3 separate regions of the Mus musculus genome follow, and all the other regions are linked to region 3. A link is a contact called in public HiChIP or PLAC-seq and promoter capture Hi-C data. All regions are on one chromosome and are shown on one strand. Each heading gives the region's core, a stretch centred on a gene start, on an enhancer-like site or on the middle of the called end of the contact. The rest is flanking DNA. Distances are from core to core; before and after follow the strand shown.

What was found. Promoter capture Hi-C pulls out the DNA fragments that hold promoters and counts their contacts. HiChIP or PLAC-seq counts read pairs in DNA pulled down with a chosen protein or histone mark.
Region 1: a contact with region 3 is called in a CTCF HiChIP or PLAC-seq map of the NIH/3T3 cell line, with 9 read pairs. The contact joins the enhancer-like site here to the promoter of Top1mt in region 3. A contact is called at or near these places in 1 of 15 datasets of contacts at CTCF or cohesin (the NIH/3T3 cell line) and 3 of 9 other capture datasets (adipose tissue, liver and pancreatic islet).
Region 2: a promoter capture Hi-C map of embryonic stem cells shows a contact between it and region 3, with 2.2 times the contacts expected there. The contact joins the promoter of Mroh6 here to the promoter of Top1mt in region 3. A contact is called at or near these places in 6 of 39 promoter capture datasets (the HPC-7 cell line, cranial neural crest, embryonic stem cells and 3 more), 1 of 15 datasets of contacts at CTCF or cohesin (embryonic stem cells), 5 of 484 Hi-C or Micro-C datasets (all in embryonic stem cells), 4 of 115 datasets of contacts at active chromatin or transcription factors (embryonic stem cells and pancreatic cancer cells) and 3 of 9 other capture datasets (adipose tissue, embryonic stem cells and liver).

What each region holds. Positions count from the first base shown.
Region 1 is chr15:75,818,773-75,821,948 of GRCm38.p6, reverse strand. The region is part of intron 3 of Zc3h3 (zinc finger CCCH type containing 3); the gene reads left to right. Among named protein-coding and RNA genes, the nearest start is that of Zc3h3, 22 kb to the left of the region's middle. Within about 2 kb of position 1,433, at least 65 of the 459 cell types and tissues checked have an H3K27ac peak or open chromatin away from gene starts, as enhancers often do. A contact at or near this core is called in the NIH/3T3 cell line, where this site is marked.
Region 2 is chr15:75,887,455-75,890,628 of GRCm38.p6, reverse strand. It overlaps Mroh6 (maestro heat-like repeat family member 6), which reads left to right and starts at 1,857. Exons shown (of 14, transcript NM_001282443.2): 1 at 1,857-2,202; 2 at 2,443-2,595; 3 at 2,753-2,907. The coding sequence starts at 1,906.
Region 3 is chr15:75,677,304-75,680,175 of GRCm38.p6, reverse strand. Top1mt (DNA topoisomerase 1, mitochondrial) reads left to right here and starts at 1,376. Exons shown (of 14, transcript NM_028404.3): 1 at 1,376-1,523. The coding sequence starts at 1,420.

The DNA of each region.
Region 1 (3,176 bases), core at 184-2,683, 140 kb before region 3:
GAGTGGGCCAGTACCGTTTGAGATCCACTCACCAGTCTGCTGCTGCAGCTGTCTGCCTAATTCTAGTTGACTAGCACCTGTGGGCTTTGTACCCCCTCAGCCCTTCCCAGACCACAGCACAGTCCCTTCTGCTCCTTCCTTCCCTCCCTGTTCCACCTCATTGGAGCGTCCTGTGGTCAGAAGGATTCCAGGTTCACAGAGATGCTGCGTTGTGTTGAGGACCCTTCCTCTCTAGGACACCCTTTGCCTGGGTTCATATAGCATTTGCTGCTTCCCGTCCTCAGGCCCTAGCAGGTTCTTTGCTCCTGAGGGGATGTTCCCAGGAGATGTTGAAGCAGATTGTGTCATTGTTACTGTCTGGGAGACTCCAGGGAAGAAGGATGTATTTTTCACATTTTGAGGGCGATGGTGCCTATCCTACCAGTGGGCTTCATTTGAGGCCAGGGAGGGAACCCTGCTGTCTGCTGGGATCTAAACTGGGCTGGGGGTTGGGGAGACCCTTGCTGATTTCTCAAGGCCCCAATCTGTACTGACAGCTCTGTGGGCAGTGTACACACACACACACACACACACACACACACAAGGGTGAATGTGCAGAAGCACAGGTGAATATGAAAGCTGTGACATGAACTAGATCTTTCCCGAGAGTGTAGTTCACAGTGCAGACTCAGTGACATAGTCCCAAAGGCTTAGCATACTTAGTATCTAGCTCCTAGGGTTTCCCTCTGCAGCTGGCTCATTGCTCCGTAGTAGAAGGCCAGGTTGGCCCAGGAGGAAAATGAAGAGTGGCCAAGAAGGGCCTGGTAACCCAGTGTTAACAAGAGCAGTACAGCTTCCTCTAAGTTGTGCCTGTTTTTTTAGTGTGGTTTTCAGGCTTCTTTCAGAGCATCTTTTCTTGGCTCTAACTCAGGTAGTAAGAGGAGGGATGCCAAGAAAAGGGCAAGCTTTGGTGAGCAGGATGCTTGTGCTCTCTGGGGAAGTTTACAAGATGGAGTTAGGACCTCAGGCCATCTGGCAGCTACTCAGCCTTGTGATCTGTCCTCTTGGCTTCTGAGTCACCACTATGGGTAGGAGGGAATTAGTCCCATGATGGTTCAATCTGTGGCTTTTTAGGGTAAGCTGAGGCTGCTTCCTCAGATTTCCAATGAAATCATTTAGTGACTTTAGCAGCTCAGGTTCTGGGGGGCCTCAGATGCAGCCTGTCCTTTGCCCTGTCCTCCTACTTTGCCTTGTATACCATGCTGGAGTTTACATAGCAGTGCCTGGGTGCCTGGGGATTTAGCTAGCTGTGACCAAAGAAATTGAGGGAACCTAAATCTGGATTAAAAGGTCGCTATGGCCTGTCCCCTGAAATTGAGTGAGGAGGGCCTGAGCATTCTGCCTATGCCTTACTCAGAGCTTGGAGGTGTGGCATTGACACAGGCAGGCCCTGCCCTCTGGTACTGTGCTGATGCCCATGCATGTCTGTGAGTTTGACTAGCTTCCGTGTGAGGGCATGGTCTCTAGAGGGCTTGGGGACATAAGCATCCCAAGGAAGAGGAGAAGGGTCCCAGGGTCCCTAGGTCACAGGGATGGTGGAGCAAGGATGAACTTAGTTGGGTGAGTTGGGACTATCCCTATCTTTAGGGACTGGAGCATTCGGTTTAGCAGCAGGTTTCCATCTTTGGTGTGTGCTACATTATGGTTTGGGGGTTATAGGTGGTCCTATGGCATAGAGGGAGCACTGTGCCTCTGCCTACTTGGAGCTAGTGTCACAGCAGATCAACAAGGTGAAGCATCATGATCTATGATCCAGCCAGGACTCAGTACCAAGGAAGGTTCTTTCCCATATGCTGACAATATGCCTAAGTCCCTGTAGAATATTGAAGTGGAACAGGCTATCTTCTAGTCGTCTGGGATCTGAAGTTGACTGGGTGCAGCTGCAAGCCAGTTAGGGGCTGGCTACTTGAGCGGCCCCCTGAAGTCTGGGCAGGCCCACCTCCACTCTGTGGGTGGCAGCTCTCTGATGGTGGGTGGCACTATCTTTCCTCCTTCTTTCACCAGCCTTTAAGGTCGGGTAGAGTGATGGTTAGAAGGGGAGGGGAGATCTACCCCCATAATCTATAGCGACTGTCACACAGCAAACTACTCCCATTTCATACAGGCGGGTCAGGTGTCGTGCACGATCGATGGCTAGCGCACAATAATTACAGGAACTAGCAGCTTGTGTTGCTTGAGTGACTTTAGGAAGAGTAGGGTCTCAATCTTCCCTCTAATAGGGCTCTGACAGTCTGAGGCGGCAGCAGCTTTGGTGGCTGAGTGTTGGGCTGACAGTGTTGTCATTAAACACCAGGTAGTGTGGAACAACAGAGAACACGGATCTTGCACAGGGGGACAGGGTGGATGACAGCAGTTATTTATCATCACCGAGCTGCCCAAACTCCTCAGACTGCAGTGCGAATGGCTGCTTAGGGTGACTTATGGCTCTGTCTGGGGCTGCTGTTGTGATTTGATAATCTGTAAATGTTTGTCAAAGATGGATTCCTTGTTTCCATGGTGCTGCAATGAAGGCTGATGACAAGCCAGCTGTGGGCTAGGAGATGTGGACAGTCACTTGGCCATGTATACTGGAGGAGACAGAATGGCTTCAGTCAGGAACCTGAGCTGGGTCTGGGACTTGACAGCCAGGAGCCTCTTCCTCTCATAGGGCTGGCTCTTCCTGCTTTTTTCTGTGTTAGGTGAACATAGGTATGTGTGTGTACATATGTGTCACTGTCCTTGTGAAGCTGGGAACTATAAGACCTGTTTCTGCCGCTGCCCGTATGACTACAGTCCTCTGCTGGCAAGAACTTGAGGCATGTTTTTGTACCATTTTGGAATTCTGGCAGTGTCTTTCTAGAGCTAAGGAACTTCCACCTTCATGATGCTTTGCTGCTGTTCCAAAGGGGCCTTCTGGCCATACTGGCCTCGTCCTTAGAGAACAGAGCCGAGGTGCCCCGTTATGCTGCCTGTGCCCACCAGCAGACCCGAGGGCCCGGCTGCTCGTGGCATGTCTTTTCCCTTTTGATTTGCTGGAAACTATCAAGCACAGGAAAAGTAGAGTGATTTATTAGACTCATAAAAATTCATACGCTGTGATTCCAGCCATCCCACATCTGAAGCTTGTTAGAGCATGGTCCCTGGCAGCTCCTGCCGTG
Region 2 (3,174 bases), core at 608-3,107, 210 kb before region 3:
CTGGGGGAAGGGCAGCCCAGCCCCTGGGCTGGAGAGTTCCGGGTAGAGGGTGGGATATGCCAGCCATACCCTGTATGAGGTAGAGACTGGAGGATGCTTAGAGACCTGGAGGCCAGGTCTGCTTTGATATGTTAAGTAGGCATCTCCTCTGCTTGCCCTGGATTGAAACTTAACACCCAGCAGGTGGGAAGGTAGCCACTGGGCTGGGCTTAATGGAACCTCTGCGCCACAAGAAGGAGGGAGGGTTTATCTTTATCTGTGTTTTGAGGATGTTGTTATGAAAGCCCTCACCTACTACTAGAAGCAGATAGGGAGGTTCTGAGATGGGGTGTCAGAGTCTAATCATAGCCCCAGGCGCTTGTATCTGCTAAGGGCAATGTGCCTATGTCAGGCGTCCCAAGCCAGCCATCCCTGCCTGATCTATCATCTGTTATAGGCCTTGGGGGTGGGGGTGGGAGGTCTCAGTTTCTGACCCAGTAACCGAGGAAGGAGGAGGAGATTTAAAAAGCTGAGGATCCAAGGAGCTGCCTCAGCGAGGGCTGGAGCTGTCTGGGTACAGCAAGCTAGGTAAGACTCAGGAAGAATTGCTCCAGAGACAGTTGGAGTGTCTTAGGCACCCTACCATTGTTGTGAAGAGACGCCATGACCATGGCGACCAACTCTTGGCAAAGAAAGCATTTAATTGGAGGCTTTCCTATGGTTTCAGAGGTTAGTCCATGATCAATGATCATCATGGTGGGGACATACATGCAGGCACGGTAATGGTGACAGAGGGGAGAGTTCTACATTCTGAAAGAGACCCTAGCCTTGGCATGTGCTTTTGAAACCTCAAAGCCCACCCCTGTGACACACTTCCTTCAAGAAGGCCACACCTCCGGATCCTAATCTTAGAATAACACCGCTCCCTGGTGACTAAGCATTCAAATGCATGCGCCTTTGGGAGCCATTCTTATTCAAACCACCACATGGTTTGGTTCATGGCTTGGTGGGAGGCAGAGTTGGGGCTTGGGTAGCCCGAGGTATAGGAGCTGAAGAGCGTGAATGCCCACTGCTTGGAATACTTCCCCATGCACTTCCGCCTGGAGCAGTCTGTCAGACTAGTTCATCTAGCTTCCCTGGCTTAGCGCTGGGCAGTGCCTATAGTGTGGTTGGGTGGAGAGCGGGGATTTAGGGTAGAGGTTGGGCCAGCCCTGGGGAGCATGAACCTGGAAAGGAAGACAACCGGGCGAACAGTATACATACACACTGCCTACGCAGACACAGGGAAGACAGTCTCAGAGAAGGAGGGGCTGGACAGACAGGGCATGAGACATACCACCTCGGGACTGGCAAGGATGCAGAGGAGCCCGCATCAACAATAGTGGGCACTTGCAAATGTATTTAGGAGGCATCACCAGCCTCACCTCATTTGCTCCACACCCCAAGTGTTTCAAGTTCAGGGAGAATGACAGTACCTGACCACGCCCGTTCCTAGGATATTTGGCTATGTGGTCTAGCCCAGCCCCTGACCCTACTGGGGCTTCCTCAGAAGGATCTAAAACTGCCCTGGACCCCTCCCCCAGGCAAGAGGGGGATGGGCAGTTGGGTTAAAGACCTTTCTCTCCTCCACGATAGTCCATGATCTCCATGGACACTGGTGGGCAGGGCCAGACTATGCAGTGGCCATGTCCCACTTGGCTCCAGCAGCCTGGGCAGACACCCTTCACAAGTCCATGCTAGGATATCTCTGTGATTGAACAGCCAATCACTGGCACATGCTCAGACTCGCATGTACCTACGTCTATGCCCACGCCACCACGCCTGTCTGTAGGCCCGCCTGTGGGCCCGCCCGGGGCCTGATTCTAGGTCAGGTCTGGACACAACTTCACTGGAAGAGTGGTGGCAGGTGCCGCTGGTAGGAACACTATGGCTGGGGGTGTGTGGGGTCGGGGCCGGGACGGCCGGGACGGCCCTGTGGGCTCCCTAACTCTGACAGCTCTAGCGGAAGGAATCCGGGCTAGCCAGGGGCAGCCTGTGGGACCCTCTTCTACAGGCCCTCAGTCTGATCCCCAGGAGCTTGGGCCCGAGCCTGAGCCCTATATTCAAACACTCACCCCTGCCTTTGAGGCCCAGCCTGGGAATGAAGTGGTTGCCCCCACAGCTGGTAGTGAGATCTATTCCCCACACAATGCCCAGGAGCCAGCCCCCGAGAGACCGTACCAGGTGAGTAAGAGGGCAGATGCTGGATGATGCAAAGTTTGGCTGTTCACTTGGGCACTAGAAAGACAAGAAGTACGGGGGGGGGGGGGGCATTGAGGAGTCCTGAGGGTAAACGGATGGAAAAGATCATACGGGAGGAAGGTTTGTCGCCATCTGAGGGATGGGAAGACTGGAGGACTAGGGAGGATAGTTGAGATCGGCTTGGGGACTTCAGAAACTCCACGTTTCATTCTTCCATCATAGGCTTCCCAGTATTCCTGGGAGGAAGGAACCCTTGCAGACCTTGCGTTGTATACAGCTGCCTGTCTGGAGGAGGCTGGCTATGCCGGGACCCAGGCAACAGCGCTCACTCTGTCCTCAGCCCTGGAAGCCCGGGGGCAGCGGCTGGAGGACCAGGTTAGCATCCCCATCCAGAGAATCCTGCAAGCCTCCCTTCAACCTCGACCACACTCCCCCTAAAGGCTGCTCTGAGTGTAGGGAGGTGCGGTGCTGGCAAGAGTTTCCTTTTGAGGTCCTGGGGCTCTAACTACTGACGTTTGTTCCTTTTACCCAGGTCCACGGTCTGGTGCGTGGGCTGCTGGCACAGGTCCCTAGCCTGGCAGAGGGGAGACCCCGGAGGGCAGCCCTACGGGTGCTGAGCGCACTGGCTCTGGAGCATGCGCAGGACGTGGTGTGTGCGCTGCTACCCAGTTCGCTACCCCCGGACCGGTAACCCTCCCCGCCCAGCCGCGCTGCGCTGCCCCACGCGGCTTCCTTCCCCCTTCCCGCTTGATAGCTTGGTCATAGGATCTGGTTCCTGCAGCACCGGGCAGTAAGGGAATAGGGCCCCGGAAATCCCTTCCCCTAGACTTTTGCTGGTGTTACACCACCATACCTGGGTTTAGTTTAACTCTGACACTCTCCTCTCTCTCTCTCTCTTCTCCTTTCCCTCCATCCCCTGCTTTTTACCTGAAGATGTGGGCGGCATAAGTAAGC
Region 3 (2,872 bases), core at 127-2,626:
CTCATTGGCTGTGCCATCTCTCCAGCTGCTGCAGTGGAGTTTTGAGCTGTGGGTTTCAGGGGCGCCAGGGAGAGAGGCGGTTGAAGTCTCTGAGTGTGTATGTGTCTGCCTCGCTCTTATCAGACTTTCTGGAGGAGGTGCTGGAGGAGGCTGAGATTCAGAGAAATTAAACTTGTCTAGTAAAGAGCAGATGGTGGACTCCCACAGGCAGACACAGGCCATTGTAGCCCATCAAGTTGAGGAAAGCGACGTGAAAACGCTTGTATGTTACTCGTAATGAGATGGTTGCATTGAGTTTGTATTGAAGTCAAATGCCCCTGCTTATCCTGAATTGTGGCTTCTACACAATGAAGCCCTCCCCACCCTCCAGCTCTCTGTTGGCGGCTACGACGTGTGAGTGGACACTGCTGTCACAGAACAGCCTTATGACGGACTTTGGGCTCAGGAGGTCTGACTGTCAGCTCCAGCATTCATCATCATCTACCTGAAATTCTTCCTCAAGCCTGGTCTCAGTTGCAAACAGGGCTCCTTTTACCTGCTATGAGGATATGAACGCTGTGAGGCCATGCTCCCCAACTGTCACAACTCCAGCTGGTCTTCAAGGGTACAAGGGTCCTGGACAGCCAGCTACAGACCTGGAATGCCCAAAGTCTTGCTGGTCTGTTGATCATACTCAGCAAACTTTTTGTAGTACTGGCCGTGTCCAGCAGGGGGCCCACTAGCCTCTCCCCGGCTCTGTTCCTGCCTCGGGCCGCTAGATGTCAGTAGGAATCCAGTGAGTTGGTAACCGTGGGCGGGACCTACAGGATAGGCTAGCTCTTTCTTGCTGGTCTCCGTCTCATTTTTTACCTTTCCTGTTCACCACTTTCTTGCAGGCCTGTGTGCTGTTTCAGTGGAAATACCAAGGCTGCCTGCTGCTGGCTCGGGGAGCAGCTGTCCGCGGATTAGGAGATTTTTGTTGCTTGGTACAAATGTCTTGAGATCTTGGTACACATGTCTTCAGATCTGAATGTGTTGAAGGGGGGAGCCTATGGCTTATGGCCCTGGTCTCTTGGCGGCGAGCCTAGGCAACAGCAGTTTTTGCAGGACTTCCAGTGCTGTTGGTCAGTCGCCTAGAGGAAGTTGCTTTGAGCAGGGCAGCTGGTGTCTGCAACTGCGTCCTCCTGGAGGTGTGGGTACTCGGTGTTTTGCCACTTAGATGGGTAGATAGGGCCCTCTGACCAAGTGTGTCTACTCATGACTTCCTCAGGTTGCCATGGCAGGTAGAAGCGCTGGGAGAGGGGCAATGCTCGGCCCTGGCTGGGGACGCCTTCCCAAGGTGGGCGGGCAGGGCGGGACTCCTGGACGTGTGGGGGCGGAGCTCTGTCAGAAGGGCGTGGCCTCGGAAAGCGGGCAGAGCCCACGCATGCACGCACACGCATGCTGCTGCTGTGGCTCAGAGCCCTGTGCCGGCGTTTCCAGCATGTCCCCTGCCGCGTCCCTTCCTGTCAGGTGTCCCGGGTCGCGAAGGCGAACAGAGCCGGGTAAGGCGGGTGGGACGGAGCTCAGGCGAGACAGGGCTCAGTGACTTGCCTAATCCTGCTCCTGTGCCGGGCCACACCGGACACATTGGGAAAAATCGGTCACCCATGTAATTGGGTCTGGGCCTCCAGGCTGCCGCGTTTGGTTTGGAGGAGGTCCCTTTGGAGTGTGGTTCCCAGATTCCCTGATTGGTCTCAGGCCCACTCCACGATTCTTACACTCTTTGTCACGTGGCCTTAGCTTTCAATACCTACCTTACGTCACCAGCCTGCCCCGAGGGACTTCCTAGGGGTTGGGATGGCTGTCCAGGCTGAGATTATATGTGAGATTCTGATTTTTCAACCTTTCCCTCGTGTACTGAGGTTCCCGGAAGCGCCCAGCTCTGGGTTGTGGGATTGTTGCTCACAGCACTTGGGGAGCGGGGATGTCCTGGTCTAATCGCCCGAGTGGTGGGTGGGTTCACAGCGAAGACAGCCCTTCCAGGGCCAGCCATTACAGCTGACCTGCTGACCTGCTTTTGATAGCTCAGCCCCGGACTGGGGCAGCTAAGCTCTTAGGCTCTAGAAATTCCAGGGGAAAGACAGGGCTGTCCTGACTCTCCAAATGGGGCTGAGTTGTGGCCTCTAGGAGAAGACACAGGGCTTCACAGCAGGACATCGGGGTAACTTCCTTGATACTCTTCTCCAGTGGGACAAAGGAATGTCACCCACGCCACGCCACGCCACAGTAGTTGTTTATAGCCCCAATCTCAGTGTCCTTGTCTGTGAAATGGGGATGGCCGTAGACTTCGCCTAGCAGTTTGGGTAATGAGCTTGCCGCTCAGTGTAGGTTCTGAGGTGCTTGTCCACATTTTATGACATCGAATTGGGCTGAATGTTGGAGGAAAGCTGCCTGAGTCGTGTCACGAAGCACTTCTGCATGCAGCCACCGAACTGTTCCCCACCTAGACCCACATGAGAAGCGGAATGGGATTTAAACCCCTATCTCTGGGAACCTTTGGCCACCACTTTTCTCTTTTTCCCTCCTGCATGGTTCATGGGACACCTCTCACCCCTCACACCCCTCAGGCATCCAAGTTCTGGCTACTTTGCAAGAGCTGCTCTGTTTATGAAGCCCGGCCCGCTCCTTACTTTCTGAGGGCACACCTGGAATTGTTTACTGGCTCAGGACATGGTCCCTTGTCCCCTGACCTCCCCACCTATGCTCACTTTCAGGCATTGTAGCTCCACCACACCTGGTCCCTTCTTTGCAGGAAGAGCGAGAAAGGCCCTTTAAAAAACTATTTGTCTCGGGGCAGCGGTGCTGCACGCCTTTAATCCCAGCACTGGGAGGCAGAGGCAGGCAGATTTCT